Linked DNA regions of Mus musculus: region 2 is linked to region 1. The links are chromatin contacts, called in public HiChIP or PLAC-seq maps. All regions are on one chromosome and are shown on one strand. The core of a region is the stretch at or near the end of the contact, and the rest is flanking DNA. Distances in the headings are between cores, read along the strand shown.

Region 1 (5,652 bases), core at 2,323-4,822:
GAGGTAAGGGGGCAGGGCTTGGCGGGGCCACCCCGGATTGGGGATTCCGGTCCACCCACCCTACCCTGAACATCTCCCAGGTCATTAAGCACCGGCTGTGTAGACGTGGGAAGTGCCAGAAGGAGGCTAAGAGGAACAGCGCAGATAAGGGCGTGGCGCTCAGCCTGGATGACGTCAAAAGACACGTGAGGGAGCAAGGCAGGGAGGCGACCTCCTGTGTACCCTTCCCCCACAGCCTCAAACCAACTCCATCTCCACACCACCTGTCTTTCCTGTATCCCTTTCTGTAACTCGTTCCTGTCTTATGTCCTTCTCTTAGAATCCCTGCGAGAGCCTCCGAGGACATCCTGCCGGGATGACGTACGCTGCCAACATCCTACCTCACCATCCCGCTCGAGGCACGTTTGAGGACTTTACCTGCTAAGCCCTCGCCAGCCGCTGTACCAAAGGCCTAGGTGGGGAGGGCTGGGGGAGCAAGGGGTACCTAACTGCCCCCAGCTACCCTGGGGACTTAAACTGCATCCCTGGGCAGTGGTTCCCTCTTGTCTGTGGTGAGAAAGGAGTCTTGACCAGAGTCCTCTCCCAGCCTCTATCTCATCTTTTTATTTTAACAAAATTAAACTAATATAAAGAGAGAGAGAGAGAGAGAGAGAGAGAGAGAGAGAGAGAGATCAGCCGCGACCTCAGGCTGCCCCTCTGCTCCACGCTGCCGCCCCCAGCTCCAAGCCTGAATTCTGTCTGTCTGGCTGTATGTCATCTGAGTGTCCACCTACATTCTGCTGCCTCCAGTCACCAAAGCCCCCTCCTAGTGAGGGGTGGAGGGGATCTCTAGGGTCTGAAATTTGGCCCCAAACCAGAGAATGTACCTTAAGGGAGAGGGCTGGTGTGGGGGCTTCCCTAGCCTTAAGAGATGCTCTCAGCCGGGTGACTCCCCACGAGCCCAAGTCTCCAGGTAAGGACTCCGTGCCCAGTTACTGCTCCCTCAAGCATACGGAATCTTTACGGGGCAGAGGATTTCCTGAAGAAGTAGAGATTGGGACTCCATGTGGCCCTGGTGCTGTAGGCCACATCCCAATATCTGTAAGTCACCTCCACCCCAAAGCTGCTGGAGAGAGATCCCAAGAGGCAACCCTCTGTGACATCCCCCAGAAGACCTGGCTGGTTAGCGCCCGGCTCAGGGAGAGGGGCACGGCCGCCTGACCTCACTGGCTTCTCTCTCAGAGGCCTTTGCAGAAGGCCACATCCATAAATTTTCTTATGGAACAATCCCAAGTCCTCTTCCCCGACGTCATCCGCTTCTCTCGGCAACCTCATCTGCATTTTCTATTTCTATATGATACAGACTCTATATTACTATAACCTTGTATATACTCCCCTCCGGCCCTGTTTGTCTCCCCCTCCATTCCCTCTTGTCTCCAAGAACCGCCCTCCCGCCCCTAGTTCTCCCTTCTGTCTCTCCCCCATTCTCCTGTCTCTGAATGCCTTTGCCCGTATAAAGAGCTGGATTCTCCCCTGGTGTCTGTACTGTACTGTGTACACACATCCCTCTGAGAAGCACAAGGAGATGACACGCGCATTGTAACCTTCGCACTGTCTCGGTGGCGACATAAAGGAAGCTGTGAATTACAAGCTCTGCCTCTTTCTGGCCTCGCCCTTTGCCCCCACGACCGGGGCACCCTCTGCCCTCCCCACAGCCTTAACATACCCTCTACCTTGCTCCACCTATCCCAGTGCCCTTTGCCTGGCTGACTGTGGCCTCCCTGAGGGAAGTGACTGCTGGAGAGGTAGCTCCTACCCAGGAATGGAGGACACTAAGCGGAGAGAGTTACAGACGGGAGGTGGGGAGGGAGGCTGGGGATTGGTGACTCCCTCTTGCAGCTGGGCGGTGGGTACCCACAGCCAGAAGCCGGAGCCCTGACTCAGTGGCCTTTCTTTCTTCGGGGTGCCCAGGGCCCAGTCCTCACCTTGATGCCCAGGCCCACCGCTTGCATTTTCTGGTGAGTCAGGGCGTGGTCACATGAGGAAAGAGATTGGCCTAGAGCAGAAGTTGAAAGACGTGCTGTTGTGTGTCCCTACCCTAAGGGGGCCACAAGGTGAGGTAGAGGGCCTCCTCAACCAGACACCCTTCCCAGGCCAGCTCTCCAATCTCATTCCTGGCCTTCTCTGTCCCCACTGTCTCTTGGTCTCTAATCCCAAAACAGGACTTATGGGCAGATCACCTGTGTACGTTGGCCTGGAGCCAGAGAGCAAGGCTTTGGCATCTTTGAGACCTCTTGGTTCTCAAGAGTTGTTTAGAGATCAGAACTCCCCAGAAAGAAACAGGGCAAAGCTGAGAAATGTACACTGGCTGGGGGGGCAGCAGGAGGGGCTCTGGGTGACGCATGCCTCTGGTCTAATAAACTGGGTTTCAACCATCTCTTCAGTGTTGGTTTTCTGTTTGTTGTTTGGTTTGTTTTGAGACAGGGTTTCTCTGTGTAGCCCTGGCTGTCCTGGAACGGCTCTGTAGTCCAGGCTGGCCTCGAACTCTCACAGAGATCCTCCTGCCTCCCAAAATGCTGGGATTAAAAGCCTGAGCTGCCATTATCCTGCCCAGTGCTGTTTTTAGTTGCAAACTGTGGGTGTTACCTTTAGAATGGAGCTTGCCTTGAGAGCCACACAACTAGAGTAAGGGAATTTGAGTGGTAGCCCGGTGTGGTGGTTATACCTGTAATTCCAGCAGGTAGGAGATGGAGCAGCTATCTTCCATTACACAGTGAGTTTAACGCTAGATTGGGCTACACCAGACCCTACATACTTGATCAGGTAAACACTGATCCTGCTGGGAAAAGACAGGCTCAGGATTCGTCTGATCACTGGGCAGGGGACCAGCAGTTATCTATGGCAACAAATATCCAGGACTCTTTGGAGAAAAGTCACGGGAAAAAACGCATCAAAATCTTAAGTTAAACGTCTGAGGTGAAGGGTCCCGAGCCTTCTCTGTGTATCCCTGGCTGTCCTGGAACTCACTCTGTAGACCAGGCTGGCCTCGAACTCAGAAATCCGCCTGCCTCTGCCTCCCAAGTGCTGGGATTAAAGGCGTGCGCCACCACGGCCCGGCATGGGTTTTCTCTTGCTGATTTGTCTTTGCCACGACATTGATCTCCTTCGAGTTCTACTTTTCCCGAACGAACAAACAGCACGTTTTCCTCTTTAGTACCCGGAGTCTGAGCAGTAGGAGAACGAAAAGCAAGGCAACCAGAATGCTTTGGAGAGGTAAATGCACTGGGCCAAGGTGAAGCATCACTCCAGCCGCCAGCCGGATGGGCTGGGCTCTCTGCAAGGCTTTTTACCGTCCTCCAACCGCGTGGAGGCGCTCGCTCCCGGCACCTCTTTATCCGCACACCGCTTCTCTATGGTGCTCCCTCCTGGCCCGTGAAGGCGGGAGGGAGTGGTCAGCACGCCTTTCCCGCTAGTCGCCCCCTCTAGCCCGTAGTCTCGCTGCTCCGAGCCGCCTGTGCCCGCCGGCGGGCCGGGCCCACAAACAGCCCAGGCGCTCGGGGGGCGCGCGGGGGGCGGGGGGAGTTCCGGTTCCGGTTCTTTGTGCAGCTGCAGCGGCGGCTCCGGGAAGATGGCGGCCCGGGCGGGTTTCCAGTCTGTGGCTCCGAGCGGCGGCGCGGGAGCCTCAGGAGGAGCGGGCGTGGCGGCTGCTCTGGGCCCGGGCGGAACTCCCGGGCCTCCCGTGCGAATGGGCCCGGCGCCGGGTCAAGGGCTGTACCGCTCTCCGATGCCCGGGGCGGCCTATCCGGTGAGTGGGACAGGAGGAGGGGCGCGCGGGCCGGGGGCGGGGCCGAGCGAGGGCGGAGGACTGACAGGGGTGAGGGAGAAGTGGGAGGGACTCCCTGGGGAGGGGCTCGGGCCGGGAGTGGAGGTGTGTGGGGGGGGAGGAGGTTAGCATCCTTACCTGCTCCTGGCGGCATTGTTTCCATGTGAGGAGTGAGTGTGGAACCAGGGTGGGCGAAGTGGGCCCTGGGATGGTCATGGAATGCAGAGGGGAGTGGGCAGCCCCCGTGTCCCCAGGAATACCCAGGCTGTTATAGCTGCAAATGGAGGTCAGCTTTAGAGGAGACAGTAGCTAGTAAAAAAAGAAATGTAGGGCTGACTAGACATGTCTGGTGAGTCAGATCCAGCATAGACCAGAAAAATTGAGTATAATCTAGTTTTTAGACTATATGCAATGAAATCACTGAAGGTCCAGTGACTGTATTTCAAAGAAGCAAAGGACTGTCTTGTTGTCCCCCCACCCCACCCCCAGCCCTAACCCACTCCTGAAATCCAGGCTGCCACCATTTTTCCTTTCTTGGTGGGGCTAGCAAGGAAAAGTATGACATTTCTGGGTCCTCTCCCTTCTGTAGAGACCAGGTATGCTGCCAGGTAGCCGAATGACACCTCAGGGACCTTCCATGGGACCTCCTGGCTATGGGGGGAACCCTTCAGTCCGACCTGGTCTGGCCCAGTCAGGGATGGACCAGTCCCGCAAGAGACCTGCACCTCAACAGATCCAGCAGGTCCAGCAGCAGGCGGTCCAAAATCGAAATCACAAGTAAGATGACCCCTGGGGGTGAAGGAAAGAAGGGTATGGGGGAGAGGAGGCCTGTGAGGATGCTGGTGGTGGGCATGCAGAACCAGGAAGTCAGCGCTGTGGCACCAAACGGTGCTGCAGGGACTAACAGGGCCTCATGATGCAGTGGAGTTTTGGTGGTCATGGGAGAGGTAGCGTCTTTAAATGGAGAGTCATTTCGTAGGCCTTGGCTGTAACCATAAACAAAGGTGCTCACAACACTGCTCACGTTCTGACTAGTTCCTATCCCAACCTGATCACAGTATTTATTCTGAACAGTGCAAAGAAAAAGAAGATGGCTGACAAAATCCTACCTCAAAGGGTGAGTGCAGCTGCAGAGGTCTCCTTGAAGGGGTAGTGGCTTTGAGAATAGAAGTGGTCAGAACGAGGGCTGCCCCATCCCATCTCTGTCTTTCTGTTCCTAAGATTCGGGAACTGGTCCCAGAATCACAGGCCTACATGGATCTCCTGGCTTTTGAAAGGAAACTGGACCAGACTATTATGAGGAAGCGGCTAGATATCCAGGAGGCCTTGAAACGTCCCATCAAGGTAACAGGACAGTACCAGGCTGAGGGTCAAGGGAGGGGCCCAGGTCTCTCTCCAGCTCAGGATGGAAAAATCAAAGGCACAGCACAGCTCTCTGTGGCATTTAAATTGCATCTTTCCCTTCCGCCTACAAACCAGGAATTACATTAGGAGCATAGGAGTCTAACAGCTGGCAGGGAAAGGGGCGGGGGTGGGGGGTTGGGGGGGAGCTATCCAGGGCTCTAGACAGAAATAGACCCGTGCGCGCTTTTTGCTGTAACCACTTGCTACCTTGGGAACATGCCACTTTGCACAATTTTGTCTCCCTAGTCCCCTGGTGCATTCACTTGCACCCAGGCTCAGGTCGGGACTGTACACTTCCGAGTGGAGTCTCTGTCCCCTGTAGTGAGCCAGCCAGTGAGGAGTCACTTGGGAGTTTTAGGGGACCTTTACTACCGAAGCTCCACTGTCGATCCTGTTTCTGCCTTCCTCAGCAAAAACGGAAGCTGCGAATTTTCATTTCTAACACG
Region 2 (5,652 bases), core at 2,113-4,612, 150 kb before region 1:
GCTTTCTAAAAAGACGGGCTTAGCTGCCTCTCAGGATAATCCAGCGAGACTCCATGCCCTTCCTCCTCACCCAGGATTTCCAGGTCCACTGTGCAGCCTCAGAGGAAACGCTGTGGTACCATGGCAATGGTTCCGCGTGGGATCCAGCTCTGACCCCTGTGCGTGGGAAGTGTCTGCCTCGCAGATTGTGAGCGCCACAGGGTTCCCGTATGTCCGCATGGAGACTCTTCACGGAAGAGGCAAGAGAGTAATGTGAGTCAAACAGGGCAAGGATCACACCTTTGAGTTCCTGGGGGCAGAACTTGGGTCAAAAGCGCGAGGTCTAAACGATCTAGAACTAACTCATCGTGCTTCAGTGCGAAGTTGACTCTGTCGACAGTACCAGGCAGGCCCAGTGTTGACTCCTGCAGAACCTGGACCTACTGAGTACCAGCAGCCACACTAACAAAATATCCCCCTCGCCCGCTTTCTCAAGATGGGGTCTCATTGTATATATCTATCACCTGGTTGAACTGGAACTCATTATGTAGACCAGGCTGGCCTCGAATTCCCAGAGATCTGCCAGCCTCCACCTCTGCCTCTGCCTCCACAGTGCTGGGATTAAAGGCGCGCAAAGGTGTGCGCCATGACACTTTGCTCTCTCTCTCTCTCTCTCTCTCTCTCTCTCTCTCTCTCTCTTACTCTCTTTCTTTTTTTTCTTTCTTTTTTATTTATTTTTGGAGATAGGGTCTCACCATGTAGCCCAGATTATCTCAGAAGTTCCTCCTGCTTCAGCCTCCAGGATTTCGTTGAGCATCTTCATGCCTGGCTTGCTCGCTTGCTTTTCTTTCTTTCTTTCTTTCTTTCTTTCTTTCTTTCTTTCTTTCTTTCTTTCTTTCTTTCTTTCTTTCTTTCTTTCTTTGCAGTGCTGGCAATCAAACCTAGGGCCTTGTACTCACTAGGCAAGCACTCTGCCTCTGGGCTACCTTCCCTGCTCTGACAACATAGTTCCACAGGACGTAGCCTGAGAGTGTTTAGAGCCGGGGTCTGTGTGCAGCCTGGAGGCAGCAGACCTCCGAAAGACTACATTAACTTGCTATGGCCTGTGTTGGGCTGGCAATGATCACTTATAAATGCATACGAAATTCATAGACTATTATAAGTTTGTTATTCAATAAGATGTGTTCTTCTTGCCTTTGTCATAATAAAGTCACCAATTATTCCATTATAATAAAGATTTTTACATAATTTTATCCTGTTGGTCATCAAATTTGACAGCTCTTTTGAGTCATTATAGTTCTTGTGGTTTTATGGATTTCTATTTATTACTACATAATTATCAAAACAGTACAAGCATACAGAGTGAATTCCTGCATTTTGTGTATTATGTACGAACAAAATATTCAAGTGGTATTTGATGAATTATTGTTGTCATTTTTTAAAAGGTTGTAAAAATGCTCTTGTTCAGTGCTATGAACTCTTATCACTTAAAAGACACTAAAGAGTCTTTCTTAAAGCAATATCTAGACAGTAGATATTATACACATGTGGATGAGCGGTTCACATGTACACTGTGGATGAGCAGTAGACATGTACACTGTGGATGAGCAGTTCACGTGTACATGTGTGGATGAGCAGTAGACATGTACACTGTGGATGAGCAGTAGACATGTACACTGTGGATGAGCAGTTCACATGTACACGTGTGGATGAACAGTTCACATGTACACGTGTGGATGAGCAGTTCACATGTACACTGTGGATGAGCAGTAGACATGTACACTGTGGATGAGCAGTTCACATGTACACTGTGGATGAGCAGTTCACATGTACATGGTGGATGAGCAGTTCACATGTACACGTGTGGATGAACAGTTCACATGTACACTGTGGATGAGCAGTTCACATGTACACTGTGGATGAGCAGTTCACATGTACATGGTGGATGAGCAGTTCACATGTACACGTGTGGATGAACAGTTCACATGTACACGTGTGGATGAGCAGTTCACATGTACACTGTGGATGAGCAGTTCACATGTACATGTGTGGATGAGCAGTTCACATGTATACTGTGGATGAGCAGTTCACATGTACACTGTGGGTGAGCAGTTCACATGTACACTGTGGATGAGCAGTTCACATGTACACTGTGGGTGAGCAGTTCACATGTACACTGTGGATGAGCAGTTCACATGTACATGGTGGATGAGCAGTTCACATGTACACGTGTGGATGAACAGTTCACATGTACACTGTGGATGAGCAGTTCACATGTACACTGTGGATGAGCAGTTCACATGTACATGGTGGATGAACAGTTCACATGTACACGTGTGGATGAGCAGTTCACATGTACACTGTGGATGAGCAGTTCACATGTACATGTGTGGATGAGCAGTTCACATGTATACTGTGGATGAGCAGTTCACATGTACACTGTGGGTGAGCAGTTCACATGTACACTGTGGATGAGCAGTTCACATGTACACTGTGGGTGAGCAGTTCACATGTACACTGTGGATGAGCAGTTCACATGTACATGGTGGATGAGCAGTTCACATGTACACGTGTGGATGAACAGTTCACATGTACACTGTGGATGAGCAGTTCACATGTACACTGTGGATGAGCAGTTCACATGTACATGGTGGATGAGCAGTTCACATGTACACGTGTGGATGAACAGTTCACATGTACACTGTGGATGAGCAGTTCACATGTACACTGTGGATGAGCAGTTCACATGTACATGGTGGATGAGCAGTTCACATGTACACGTGTGGATGAACAGTTCACATGTACACTGTGGATGAGCAGTTCATATGTACACTGTGGATGAGCAGTTCACATGTACACTGTGGGTGAGCAGTTCACATGTACATTGTGGATGAGCAGTACTCACGTTTTTTGTAGTTTGAGCCACTTTTGACATCTAAAATTTATTGAGGTCTTCAAGGAGCATTATTGATCATCTGGGGACTAATGTAGCCCAGGCTGTCTCAAACTCCCTGTGTAGCTGAGGATGACCTTAACTTCCTGATCTGCCTGCTTCCACTTCCTGAGTTCTCAGATTGAGGGTGTGTGCCCCCACACCCAGTTTATACATCAATAGGGGTCAAAGCCAGGGCTTCATGCAAGCTAGGCAAATATTCTCACAATAAAACTACATCCCCACCTCAGACTGCACCCTTAAGGCACACAGGGGTCTGCTGGGTGTGGCTCAGAGAGCACATTCTTAGCATCGGCCAGGCCCTGAGTTCAATCCCTAGCATTGGAAATAAAACCACAGGCAAGCACATGCTCTCTTAGTCATCAGCGCTAAGCTGATGTCTCACGCCAAGCCACATCTGGAAAACTCCACTGCACATTCCTCGGCTGCCGTGGAAAGGGCAAACGCTATCCTGAGTTATTTGGAAAATGGTTTTGACTCTCAGATCCCTGTGGAAGGGCTGAGTAACTGCAAGATAAGTTAGACCACACTTAAAAAATGCCTCTGGGCACACAGTAAAGAGCTGCTAGGCTCGGAGGTAGGAACGTATAAATAACAGAACTAGAAGAATTTATCCTGAGCCAGGAGTGGTGAAAATACACCTGGAACCCCAGCGATTGGAAGGCTAAAGGCAGGGGGAGGGACTGTGAGTTTGAGGACCTCAAGAAGACAAACCTATCATCCTAAGACGATTCCTCCGCTGTCACACGCACCTTTCCTGAAAGCCGCTCTGACCCATCTCATGGCCAGAGCCTGTACGGAAGCAGGAAATGATATTACACTAGGAAGGAGTCTGACCCTGGTCCCCTTCTGGGAGGAAGACTCAGCAGGGTAAATAAATTAGACACACGCTCTTGTTTTTCAGGAATTTTTTTTTGAGTTAACATTACAACTATAAGACATCATTATGGCATTTTCAAATAAAGTGTGTTCCCTGCTTCTCCTCTGCACCCCATCCCCACCCCCAGTCTCTTCCCTTTCATGTCCTACATGTACTTTTGTACGCTTCCATCCTGCCTACAGTTTCATCATATATGATTAATACACACACACATACACACTAACCTGAGCATAACCTGTACAGTGTGTGTTACTTGCTTGTATGTTTTCAGGGCCTGACCATTTGATGCTAGATTAACCCCCACTGCTTGTGCTCCCTGAGGAGAGCAACTTCTTCCCCTCTCAGCATTCCTTGGCCACCTGTAACTCTCCCTGTAGTGCTGGGGCCTCGGGGTCTCTCTCCGTCCATTTTGTCCATCATTGCTGTCCTTGCTCGGCTTCTTGTTCAGCTTCTGTTTAGGCAGCCGTGTTGGTGAGACTGTTCGGGTGTAGCTTCTGACATTACGAGTAAACACAACCTCACAGCCAACGCCCTGGTCCTCTGGCTCCTATGGTCTTTCCACCCTGAGCCTTAGGTCCTCATTGTTTGGGTTTGCTCTCTTGGTCTTCTTAGATTTTTTAGATTTTAGCCACACTGTCCCTCTCCCTCTCTGATTCTGTCTCCGTCTCCCCCTCCCTCTCCCATCCCCCTCCCATCTCTTTCCCCTATCCCCCTCCTCCTCCCATCCCCCTCCCATCTCCATCCCCCTCCCATTCCCTTCCTCCTCCCCTTCTCACTCCCTCCCCCACCTGTGTGTGTGTGTTCACGCGCGCGCTCGAGTATGTTCACCAGCCTTGGAAATTGTTCCTCAGGCACCATCCCTCTTGTCCTTTGAGACAAGTTTTCTCACTGACCTAGAACTCCTTGCGCTCCTAAGCTGGCCTGCCAGCAAACCCTGGAGCCACCTCTCTCCAACTCCGCAGCACTGGAATGGTAAACACTTGCTATCTGCCTGGTTCTGTTTTGCTTTTTTTTTCCCAAGGCATTCAGGTGCTTTAATATTGGAGGCTGGGAAGATACAGTCAATGGGGAGATGGCTCTGGGAAATTCTGCAGGCCTTGTAGTTCTTTAAGTCCCTGTAAAAAGAGGACAACATATACTGAACCGAGGCTGGGTCCAGGTCCTGTCCCAGGTTTGCTCTGTTTTTCACTTCTTTGGTTTCAATTTAGAAGGAAAGATGACCCCTCCCTTCTTTGGCTTTCTCCTGTCTTTAGGTTATCACCCTAAATATATTTGAAGGGTGGAGTGAGCTGCTCTCACCTCTAGCATCATGAGGATATGGGCCTTGATATTCATGGAGTCCTTGGTGAGGCTGACGAGGCTCTGTGAGGAGAGAACTCTTTCGGTCAATGAACTTGAGTGCTTCAGCCAGTGTCAGTTCCAGGAAAAAAACATATCCCAGGGCCACATAGATGCGTGAAGTATCTGGGACCACTGTGTCAACAAAGAAGTTACAGCCCAAATCCACCTGCATATATAACTCTGAGTGATTAGTTTCCTGGAGTCGCTCAATGACATGTCTTAGTTGAAGATATACGGACAGCTGCTCATATACCTTGTCTCGATGATCCAGCACCTTTTGCAAGTCTCGCTGCAGTGCGTCACTGATAAAGGTCTCATACCGCAGCACTTTCTCCCCCACCGTATCCAAGGCCCACCGTTTCGGAGGCGTCGCCATGATGGGCTCCGGTACAGGAGTACGGCGTTTACCTCAGGGCCACCGGCAATAACTGTTAGTATGAGCCCCTGGTTCTGGTTTTGTTGTTGTTTTTACGTTGGATTCTGAGAATGCAACTCAGGC

Evidence for each region. HiChIP or PLAC-seq counts read pairs in DNA pulled down with a chosen protein or histone mark.
Region 2: a contact with region 1 is called in a FOXA1 HiChIP or PLAC-seq map of pancreatic cancer cells. The contact joins the enhancer-like site here to the promoter of Smarcd1 in region 1. A contact is called at or near these places in 5 of 115 datasets of contacts at active chromatin or transcription factors (embryonic fibroblasts, embryonic forebrain, embryonic stem cells and 1 more) and 4 of 9 other capture datasets (adipose tissue, embryonic stem cells, macrophages and 1 more).

Annotation. Positions count from the first base shown.
Region 1 is chr15:99,698,715-99,704,366 of GRCm38.p6, forward strand. It overlaps Smarcd1 (SWI/SNF related, matrix associated, actin dependent regulator of chromatin, subfamily d, member 1), which reads left to right and starts at 3,573. Exons shown (of 13, transcript NM_031842.2): 1 at 3,573-3,784; 2 at 4,392-4,579; 3 at 4,877-4,919; 4 at 5,024-5,146; 5 at 5,617-5,652. The coding sequence starts at 3,608. It overlaps Asic1 (acid-sensing (proton-gated) ion channel 1), which reads left to right. Exons shown (of 12, transcript NM_009597.2): 11 at 81-185; 12 at 320-2,416. The coding sequence ends at 424. Gm34939 (predicted gene, 34939) reads right to left here and starts at 5,090. Exons shown (of 3, transcript NR_168656.1): 1 at 4,912-5,090; 2 at 4,528-4,788; 3 at 2,693-4,076.
Region 2 is chr15:99,550,664-99,556,315 of GRCm38.p6, forward strand. It overlaps the pseudogene Gm5808. Among named protein-coding and RNA genes, the nearest start is that of Faim2, 25 kb to the left of the region's middle. Within about 2 kb of position 3,363, at least 61 of the 459 cell types and tissues checked have an H3K27ac peak or open chromatin away from gene starts, as enhancers often do. A contact at or near this core is called in embryonic fibroblasts and pancreatic cancer cells, where this site is marked.